Regions from separate parts of the Sus scrofa genome. Here regions 1 and 3 are each linked to region 2. A link is a contact called in public HiChIP or PLAC-seq data. All regions are on one chromosome and are shown on one strand. The core of a region is the stretch at or near the end of the contact, and the rest is flanking DNA. Distances in the headings are between cores, read along the strand shown.

Region 1 (3,397 bases), core at 373-2,872, 220 kb after region 2:
TTTCTGGTTTTCAAACGCCATCATCACTTCACAATATTTCAACAAGGAGCTGAAACTGAGTGAGACCAAAAAAAAAAAAAAACAGCTCACAGAATCATCAAAGCCCAGGCACGTGTTATTTCAACTCAGCACACATGGAAACGGAAAAGGTGATGGGAGCGGCCGAAACCTGAAGCCAGCAGTCCCAGTGCCAGGGCCATGGGCTATGACACTGACCTTGCTGTTGCTCGCCCTCCCACGGTAAGGTGACCCCTCCTTATTTCCATAGCTATGGCTATGCCACACAAGGAACACTGAACGAGTGAGTATGCAACCATTAACTACGAGCCGGGGCCCTGCAGCCCCGGGTCACAGCATTTTCATCAACCAATCAATACATAACTTTGTTTTGCTGTATTTCTGTTCAAGGGACCTTAGTTCCTAGCTACTGCTGATTCACTGACGTTGCTCTCACAGCCAACATCTCCAGCTCGTGCCTGAATGAAGCTTCTCTAACATATATTTTCTCCTGAAGGCACATCGCTGCCTTCCTGTAATTAGGAACACCAAACAGCACGTCAACAAGATGCTTGAAGGGTTTTTAAGCAGTGAACTCATCAACACAAAGCAGCAAAAGATAAAATAATGTGGCACTGAATAAATCCCGAGGACACTTGCATACAGTGGGAGCTGAAGCCAGGCGGCAGAGGAATGCCTGCTCCAGCTCAGCTAAACACAGCACAAGGGGGAGCTCAGATTTCCACCGCTCTGCGCATGTCCATGAATGACCTCAACTCCCCATCTGGGGTTACAAACACATCTTAGCTTGTAGGCAATTCGCAAATCTGGAAGCGGCAACTAACAGATTATCTGTGTTTCTAGTCCATGCTGACTCTGCTCAAGGCCAAGGGAAGAACGTTAAGACTTCCAAGGGCTTCCAAAGTTTTCACATGAGCCTTTACCTACAGAAATTCATCATTACTAAGTCACTTCATCACCGCTGGGGGGGAAACTACCTGCCGACCAGAGGAGATTATTTATAAGTGCTGGAGTCTCTGTGGTTCGGTCTCATTGGGCAGAAGCATCTCAGGATTATGAGTGACACCAGAGCCACATGTGGCCACCATGGGACCCATTGCTGATCACGCATGTGCGCTGGTCTAAACCCAAACGGAGACAGACCTTCGCTGTCAACACAGCCCCTGTTACTCCCAGGACTCCTTTTTTTTTCCCCCAATTGGAATCGGTTAGAAATCTTCTAACCCCTTACAGGAAAGTGTATTTATTTAGTTAAGCAATGGCTTAGATGCAATGGTAGTGTTTCCAGAGGTTAGAAATGGCCTTTCTTCTGTCCTGAACCAGCCCTACTGGGCCCAGTCTCCAGGTTCTGCTGGAGATTCCATGATGTCAGATGGCAAAAGGGCGGGTTCCCGCATCGGGCGTGGGTTAGACAGAGAGCGAAGGGGCATCCAGAGGAGATGACGTCAGCCGAAACCAAGCCTGGGTCTTCCTCCAGTGGGAGGAAATAATGCTCGGATTCCAAAGAGCCGTCCTCTTCCCTGGACCTCACTTCCATAGGGGACCTTACATCGGTTCACTTGAGAGTATCAGCAGGACACTGAAACTGGTCCTGAGGATCTCCAAGCAACAGAGGCCAAGACTTTTGCCCAACACAACCTGCCAACAGCAATGACCTCATTGTGCGACTGAGCTATTCCTCAGACTCTGCTGCAGCCTGAATAAAATACCCAAGGAGCGCCCATAACCTGCTTTGTTCTGATCTGATCTTCAACACACACCCAACTGAATGGTCTCCCAGGAAACCTAGCACCAGAAAGAAGGTATCTTGGTTGGCAGAGAAGAGTACTCTCTAAACAGCAATAAAACCATAAATTGGTATTCTGGGTGAAACTGGCTGAATCCTCCACACTCAGATCATCCCGAGGGCTATGAAAGAGATCCTGGACCCAGGCCGCCCTCGAACAGGGCAGACACCCTCGTGATCTTGGCTGAGACAAGCGGCTGTTTAAAATCACAATACGTGGGCCTCGACTTTGAGGGACCCCCCCCCAAGCCCCACCCGGTGAGATCTAGAATTTCTGTGCTCTCCCTACTGTGAAGCTCACAAATAACCAGATGAAAGCTTAGGGGCTGCACCAGAAGCCCGCAGAGAGATGCCCTCCAAACTATAAAGCTTTCAGTGTCTAAGGCAACCACTGGAGTTCATGTGCACAACTTAAGAGTGCAAGGCATCCAAAAGTACCCTACTGAGCCCTGGTGTCTTCGCATCTCTAATAGGGACAAAGATATGTATCTAGATGCTGAGTTTCATCTTCTTCGAAGACATGGAGCATGAAGAGAATCTGGAATGCAAAGCATTAGATGTTGACCAAGTTTCTGCATTCAGCACACTGACTGTGGTCTGAAGGAAAGCACGTACCTTAAAAGAAGGCAGGCGGAAGGTCACTGATGGAAGAGAACGGCAGGGCTTGAATCAATCTACAGATATTTCATTCAATTCTTCCATGCTAATGTTACAAGCACGATCATTATAGGTCAATTTAAAAAAAAATTGTCAATTGGAGTTCCCACTGTGGCTCAGTGGGTTAAGAACCTGACTAGTATTCATGAGGATGTGGGTTTGATCCCCAGCCTCGCTCAGTGGGTCAAGGATCCTGCACTGCCCTGAGCTGTGGTGTAGGTCACAGATGGGGCTCAGATCCTATATTGCTGTGGCTGGGGTGTAGGCCCACAGATGCACCTCTTATTTGACCCCTAGCCTGGGAACCTCCATATGCTGCAGGGGGGCCCTCAAAAGCAATGAAGAAAAAAAAACTGTCGAAAATACAACCATATCGAACTCAACAACATGCATATGTAAAGTTCGAAGACCAAGCTGCCTTCATTTTAATCCTTCATTCCCAAATATTTTGTCAACAGTTTGAGGTTTTTGGGTTTTTTTTTTTTTTGAATAGTTGGGAACCAAAGAAAACAGTTAATATTCAAATATTAATAACAATCACTTTACAGAATTTAAGGCTGAGGCCATTAATTAATACCCCAAGTATTTATTCCAAGAAAATGTAATGATATCACCCTCTAGCTATTTCTCTTAAGTCATCACATTCTTTGAACCTTTTGAATGCATCTTCATTCCCTGTTAAATATGGATGCGGTGACAGCTCTTACCATCGCTCAGTATTAGATTCCCTGGCATGTGCAGAGTGCTCAAGAAACAGTATTTCGAAAGTTTGAAAAATAGAACACGTTTTATTAGAACTAGCAATCGCACACATTCAGGTTAAAAAGAAGGGTTGTTTTTCCATGATCTGAACAATCACGCCACAGAGACTGCAGGACAGGAAGCAGCAGGAGAGACAGCCAACCCGCTCAGAGCCACTGGGAGACCCACAAGTGG
Region 2 (3,293 bases), core at 717-3,216:
CCATATTGAAATTAACGACATCAACATACATACGCTTGGGGCGTCCCAAGTTCGTCATGCCAATAAAACACGTGTCAACCAGCAAATGCATTTTCAGGAGCACTACACCGACATGCGAAAGGCTGGCGTCTGCCCCGATACTGAGTCCTAGGCAGCGATGTCTAAGGAAAGAATCCAAGAGCATGCTGTTTCCCTGGGCTCCTGGGTCCACGCTGACTGGAGTTGACGCCTGCTTTGGATTAGGGATGCAGTTCAGTTATCTTCTGCTGCAAAACAAATCATCCCAAGACTGGTGGTTTGGATCAGTGATGTCTTTCTCCCCTACCCTGATCCCATTCCATGAGGCTGTGGATCAGCCGAAGGTTCCTTTGCTGGTTTTGCTGCAGGCCGGTCACGTGACTGTGTTTGGCTGGAAGGCTGGCTCGGATGGAAGGTCCAACGTGGGCCTTTCGTTGGTTTGGCAGTTGCTGCTGGCCGGCCTCTGGGTCTTGGTTCTCCCTGTGGCCACTCATCCTCCGTTAGGCTGGACTGGTTTCCTGACGGTGATATCAGGTCAGCAGTTCCAGAAATCAAGAGGGGATCTCGGGGCCCCCTAAGGCCTTAGCACAGAATTCATAGAGCATCAGTTTCCTATATTCTGTTGGTCAAAGCAAAAAACATGCCTGTCCCAATTCAAGGGATGGGGAAAAGTCGTGGTGTGTTCTATCAGACACAGACTGGGAGCCAGAGGCTTCCAAAATCCATGGTCCCAGGCCTGGTGGACTCAAGGGTTAAATCATTTCTAGGGGCTCTGGAGGCCCTGGGCCTCTCTGTGAGGACTCCGGGACCCAGGTCAAGTCGGGTCTCACCTACGCTGGACCCAAGTTGACTTTCTGTGAATTCACCTTGGGTCCAGCCTTGCCCACAACTATCTCTCGTCTCAGTCTTATTCCGAACACTTGCTCCAGGCTGGGCAGACACTCCAGAGGATAAGAAGGCAGACCAGCTCTGGGTGAGAATTGAGGAAAAGGCTACTTAATTCTGCCTACAGTGTTCCCATTTTGGCTTCCACCTCAAATGAACACTCGGGAAATAATTCTTAGAAATGCCTTTAAGCAAACAAGATAGACAATGGAAATTAAGCAGCTGTCTAGAAATGCAATGAGTCACTTTCAATTTATTTTAAGATTGTTTTAGACATAAATTCATATGAATTAGCTCAGTAAAAGAGGGTTTTAAAAAACTCATGTTGGTTTTTTGTCATGAAATAAAAATTTTAAAAATTGAATAGGATTAAAGAGATTTCTTAAATAAACAGTCTTGAAAGGAAAAGGAAAAAGTAATGAAATGGCATTTGGATGTGGTTCATAATTTTTTCTTAAGTGATCCATTGAAATATCTGGGAATGTTCTGTTCTGTTGAGTGATTTTTACTCAACTTCTTTTCTGGTAGCTGATAAAAGCATACCAGACCACACTACCCAAAGCAAGATGTTCTTTGCATGTAAAATATGCAATTATGATAGCGCAGAGGCATCCAAAGCATCCAATTCACTTGATGGACCTCAGACTCTTATTCAACTTGGATTCAAAATCATGAAACTCACATACAATAAAATGTGTGACCCTCAGTCATTTGTAGCCCAATACTGCAAGCTTACAGAATAAAAAAAAAAATCACACTTTAAAGTGCCAAAACATTTACAAAGTGAAACAGAATTATCTCTTCCCTTTCCAAATAATTATTTTTTAAAAAATCATGACAACAGACACTTGCATTTGCAAGTGTTCTACCACAGCTGTATGCTTCTATCAGTGCAAGCGGGCAGCCGCCAGCTATTCTCTGCTTCCAACAGCAACACACGATCAACAGCGGTAGTGATGACATCACTGACCTGGTGAGCTCACCGATCCCATCCACTCCGGTTACAAAAACTGGCCTAAACATTTCCACCGCGCTTATCATCTGATCCGGGCGTGCCTACTGGTCTTTTTACCGTATCGTTCATAACATTCCAGAGTGACGTCTGCTCATTTCTCCCTGTAAGCTCTGTCCTGCTGTACTTGGTGTTTTGTTTCTTTCTTCTTTCTCCTTTAAGATTAGCTCTTGCCCCTAATCTTTTATTTTTAACTTGTTTTTTAGAGTATAGTTGATTTAATAGTCAATTTCTGCCGTATAGCACAGTGACCCAGTCACACCCACACACACACACACACACCCACACACACACACTCTTTTTTTCATTCCATCATGTTCTACCCAAGAGGCTGGACACAGTGGCCTGTGGTGTACAGTAAGGACCCCATTGCCCCTCATCTTAAAGGGGATGAGAAGAGTCAGCTACACGGAGGCTGCTGTGGGGTTAACGGGATTAATGCTCAGAGAGGGCTGAGATCATGCGTGCTACGCAGGAGGTCTGTTAGCCTTGATGCTCAGAAACCTGCTTAGACTCGTTCCAGCCCACATGCGTGGATGTGTTCTCTGAATGAAGATTCACTTCATTGTCAACAATGCCCACTTACCACTCAGTTATTCTCTCTTTTCACTTACATTGGCTCCTCCGTTATGGTGTAAACTGTGCAGAGAGAATGCATTTTATTTGCTTGTCCTTTGCAATTCCAGATTTTTATACTAATTAAATGATCAGTAATTGTGACTCTGTTTGTTGATGACTATAAGTAGATTCATAAACTAGGTGGCCACATTCAGTTGCCATGTGAAAACTATAGGGCACAACCTCCCTCCCATGGTACGGAACGCAATAGGCCAACATTATAAAAAGCAACAAGGAAAATTCACCAATAACAGCAACAACACCAAAAAGGGCATGGCCCAGTATCTTAAACTTCTGGAACCAATGACCAAGAAGAGAAAGAGAAGGTACCAGGGCTGAGTGTGATGTGGCGTGTGCTTAGCTCTTAACCCCTGGCCACCTGTCTAAGCGGTCTCACTGAGCAGACAAAACCCAGAAAATTCTTCCTAATGCCTGTAAACCCTCAGAGAGAAGCAAATTAAAGGCATTATCAGTTTCCCAGCTGAGGGAGGATGGAGATCCTTGCATAGTAGAAACGGGGTGGCTCAATAGCTACTTTAAAGGGTGGTCCTGCAAGATCCCAAATAAATAAGTAAATAAAACCCTACGGGGAGGAAGAAGGCAAGAGCAGAAGGGGTCTCAGTCTACCCCAGTGTCTGCACCTGCGGACAATTCCGTACCTCCCTAGGGAGCACCTGGCAGTGCCTGGGGACACTGTTGGCTGTCACATCTGGAGGATGCTACTGGCACATAGTGGGTAGAGGGCAGGGGTGTGGCTCAA
Region 3 (3,293 bases), core at 671-3,170, 190 kb after region 2:
CCCCAAGTTTCAGCGGGAGGAGGAAGTGCAGTATGGAGAAGGGGTGAAAGGCAGGCTGAGAACTGAACACTGGACTTAGTGACCTGGGAACCACTGGGGACCTTGACAAGGGGCCTTCACCAGAGTGCGTCCTCCAAACGGGTTGGCTGTGACCTCTGCTCTCTTCTGGCTGCTCTTCCTTTGCAACCAACCTCATCCACTCTGGACTGGTGTGGGGTCCAGGCAGCACAGACACCGCTTTTGGTTTTTTTTTTAACCCATTTAAAAAAAAATTTTTAATGACTTTTATTTTTTCCATTATAGCTGGTTTACAGTGTTCTGCCAATTTTCTTCTGTACAGCAATGTGACCCGGGCACACATACATATATACATTCTTTTTCTCACATTACCCTCCATCAGGCTCCATCAGAAGTGACTAGATATAGTTCCCAGGGCTATGCAGCAGGATCTCATTGCGTATCCAGTCCAAAGGTTATAGTGTGCATCTCTTAAGCCCAGATTCTCAGTCCACCCCAGTCCCTCGCCCTCCCCCTTGGCAACCACAACTCCTTCAGGGCGTTTTGTTACAAATGGAAAGACAAGAATGGAACAGTAGTTCATGGAGAATGCAGTCAAGGCATTGGTGTTGAGATGTAAGAATGGCAGGCTAGTGGGCTGAAGGGGAAGGGCCAGTGGAGAGGGAGTTTCTGAAACCCGCCCAAGAGGAAGGAGGTGGTCTCAGATAAGGGGACCACAGGCAGCCCAAGGCCATGATGGGCCCGGGCTAGACATGTCGGGATGTGGAGATGGTGGTGGGAGCTCCTTGCACTGCTCAAAACTCCCCCGTGAAATGGGCGAGGATGCAAGGTTATCCTCCAAGAGTGAGGGTGGGAAGGAGAGAGAGGCTTGGAAGAGCCATCAGGGAGCACTCACTCGCCAAGAAGCTAAAGGAAGGGGGCAGGGCTGGAGTCCTCCCCAGCAGGACACCTCAGTGCTTCAGCTACTTGAACTTCAATTCCTACACTGAAACAGCGTCACTCCCTTCTTCATAAAGGTTGTGCCCGTTTGTTAAAGAGTTTACTCCTAAAACCTCTGCAATTCTGTAGATCGCATAGATTGCGTTTTTTCTCCCTAGTAAAATTTCCTTTTTTTTTTTTTCCTTTTTAGGGCCACATCTGCAGCATATGGAAGTTCCCAGGTTAGGGGTCGAATCAGAGCTACAGCTGCTGGCCTACACCACAGCCACAGCAACATCAGAACTGTTTCTGAATGAAAGGAGAAAAATACACATATTGACAGGCTAAGAGTCATCATCATTTACCTAAAGTCATGACTCTTAGAACGTCATTTAAAACTAGCTTCCTACAGTGATCCAGCACCTGAGAAATAAACCAGGTGAGTCTTACTGATGGAGCAGAGCAGACTACGAAGCTGTGAGACTGTAGCTCAAATGAGACATCTCTGTTTCAAGCATGAATAAGTGACCTCATGGTCTCACCACGTAACCCGAAAAGAACGAGCCCATGCAGCACCTCTCAGACATCAGGCTTGATGCATAAATCCCGCCACTCCTACAAATGTGTCCCTTTTTAAAAAGTCATGCTTTTGCTCTGTATGCCTCATGCTGAATTTGGCCCCCTAAAAACGCCAATACAGGGAACACCTTCATGAATCAAGGGTGAGACACATTAACCGCTTCGGATTCCAAGGATGTCCACCGGTAAGACATCACACGTTTTATCAGGGTCTCGGCTAAGTTTTAATCATCCAAACCCTGAAAATGATACAGCAGGTAAAAGACTGGATCTACAGATTAAAAGGTAAATATTGAATTCCACAAGATGTTTTCATTATAGATTCAAGCAGCCTGGTCCTGGCATCAATAACACCCGAAAATATCAAGTTACAGTTAAAATAGCCACGCTCTTAAGTATCTTAGTAGGTGGCAGACTGTTCCTGAATGTCCCCTAGGCAGCTGTGGTCACACGGAAGGCTCAGTGTTTTCCTGCAACTCCCAAGACATAAAACAAAATCTGCCATAGCTTTCGTTTACGCTAGTGTGTCACCAGGGAAAAATAAACATACTTTTGGAGTGAAATTTGTTTCAGGCCAGGGACTCTCCCTTTAAAAAAACATCGGTGTGTGTTGTTGTGTCTAAACATTCTGTACGAATAGAGATGCCTTTGTTTGCCCGAAAGACTGGCCTGACACAGACTATCAGAAGACGGGACAATTGTACTCTATCAAATGTGCTTCCGTTTTCTCCCCAACAGTTCGATAAACGTGCACTGAGTAGCAAAGACACACCATTCATTCAACAAATATTTGCGCACCTCGTGTGTTCCAATACATTCTATGATTATTAAGATTATACAGACACACTCATACAGGCAGAAACACCTAGTGCAAATAAGTACAGAGGTAAGACACTACTGGAAAGAGCAGTCATATTTTTACAGCGATTCCTAGTTCCTTCATCATTCCTCGGTCTGCTCAGACTGTAGATGCTTGCTAATGGCCAGGCTAATATTAGTTGATATGTTTATTTAAAGCCTCCTATTTGGTAGAAACAGGATCTTTGGTAATCATTCGATGATCAGTAATAAGCCCGGCTGTTGGGATGATGAAGCCAGCATCCAGGCGACCTACTCACCTGGAGGGGAGAGACTATCACTGCTCAGTGGTACCAACTTAGTAAGTTATCCCTGCCCTGGAAGAGGAACAGGTCCTGGGCTTACGATGCTGATAAAGCAAACTCAGAAAGTTACAGAAGCACCACGCCACCACCACTGACATCACCAACAAATTTGGGGGGTCTTTTTTGGCCGCACCCACAGCATGTGGTGTTCCCAGGCCAGGGATCGAATCCCAGCTGCACCTGTGACCTACGCCACAGCTGCAGCAACACTGGATCCTTAACCCACTGTGCCACAGCGAGAACGCCTCACAAAGTTTTATACTCATTCAGTCAATCAGCCAGTCACAAAATTCTTCTGTTATCGCCAGTCTCTCGGGCACCATGTAGCGTAAAAGACCGAATAAAGCAAACTAAATTCCCTTAAATCAACGGCTTTGTCCATTCACAAAAAGTAACGGCTGCCTGCCAGAGTACCTGCACCTAACTGATGTAACTAAATATTTTCAGTGTTTTATTTAAACCCCTGAATGTCAAGAGTGGATCAATAACACAGTAAAGATGAAGGGTTTAGTCCATGTACAGATATGTAAATTTCACAGAGACAAGTTCCAGCTTTGCTCAGATTAGGCTGCAAACCATGCTTTAGGCAAAGGAATTCTATCTCAAATACAGAAA

The links. HiChIP or PLAC-seq counts read pairs in DNA pulled down with a chosen protein or histone mark.
Region 1: an H3K27ac HiChIP or PLAC-seq map of skeletal muscle shows a contact between it and region 2. The contact joins two enhancer-like sites. A contact is called at or near these places in 2 of 47 Hi-C or Micro-C datasets (psoas muscle and skeletal muscle) and 1 of 2 datasets of contacts at active chromatin or transcription factors (skeletal muscle).
Region 3: an H3K27ac HiChIP or PLAC-seq map of skeletal muscle shows a contact between it and region 2. The contact joins two enhancer-like sites. A contact is called at or near these places in 3 of 47 Hi-C or Micro-C datasets (psoas muscle and skeletal muscle) and 1 of 2 datasets of contacts at active chromatin or transcription factors (skeletal muscle).

The regions. Positions count from the first base shown.
Region 1 is chr16:74,687,494-74,690,890 of Sscrofa11.1, forward strand. All of the region lies in intron 2 of ADCY2 (adenylate cyclase type 2), which reads right to left. Among named protein-coding and RNA genes, the nearest start is that of ADCY2, 41 kb to the right of the region's middle. Within about 2 kb of position 1,623, at least 1 of the 83 cell types and tissues checked has an H3K27ac peak or open chromatin away from gene starts, as enhancers often do. A contact at or near this core is called in skeletal muscle, where this site is marked.
Region 2 is chr16:74,464,570-74,467,862 of Sscrofa11.1, forward strand. All of the region lies in intron 4 of ADCY2 (adenylate cyclase type 2), which reads right to left. Among named protein-coding and RNA genes, the nearest start is that of C16H5orf49, 180 kb to the left of the region's middle. Within about 2 kb of position 1,967, at least 10 of the 83 cell types and tissues checked have an H3K27ac peak or open chromatin away from gene starts, as enhancers often do. A contact at or near this core is called in skeletal muscle, where this site is marked.
Region 3 is chr16:74,654,116-74,657,408 of Sscrofa11.1, forward strand. All of the region lies in intron 2 of ADCY2 (adenylate cyclase type 2), which reads right to left. Among named protein-coding and RNA genes, the nearest start is that of ADCY2, 74 kb to the right of the region's middle. Within about 2 kb of position 1,921, at least 3 of the 83 cell types and tissues checked have an H3K27ac peak or open chromatin away from gene starts, as enhancers often do. A contact at or near this core is called in skeletal muscle, where this site is marked.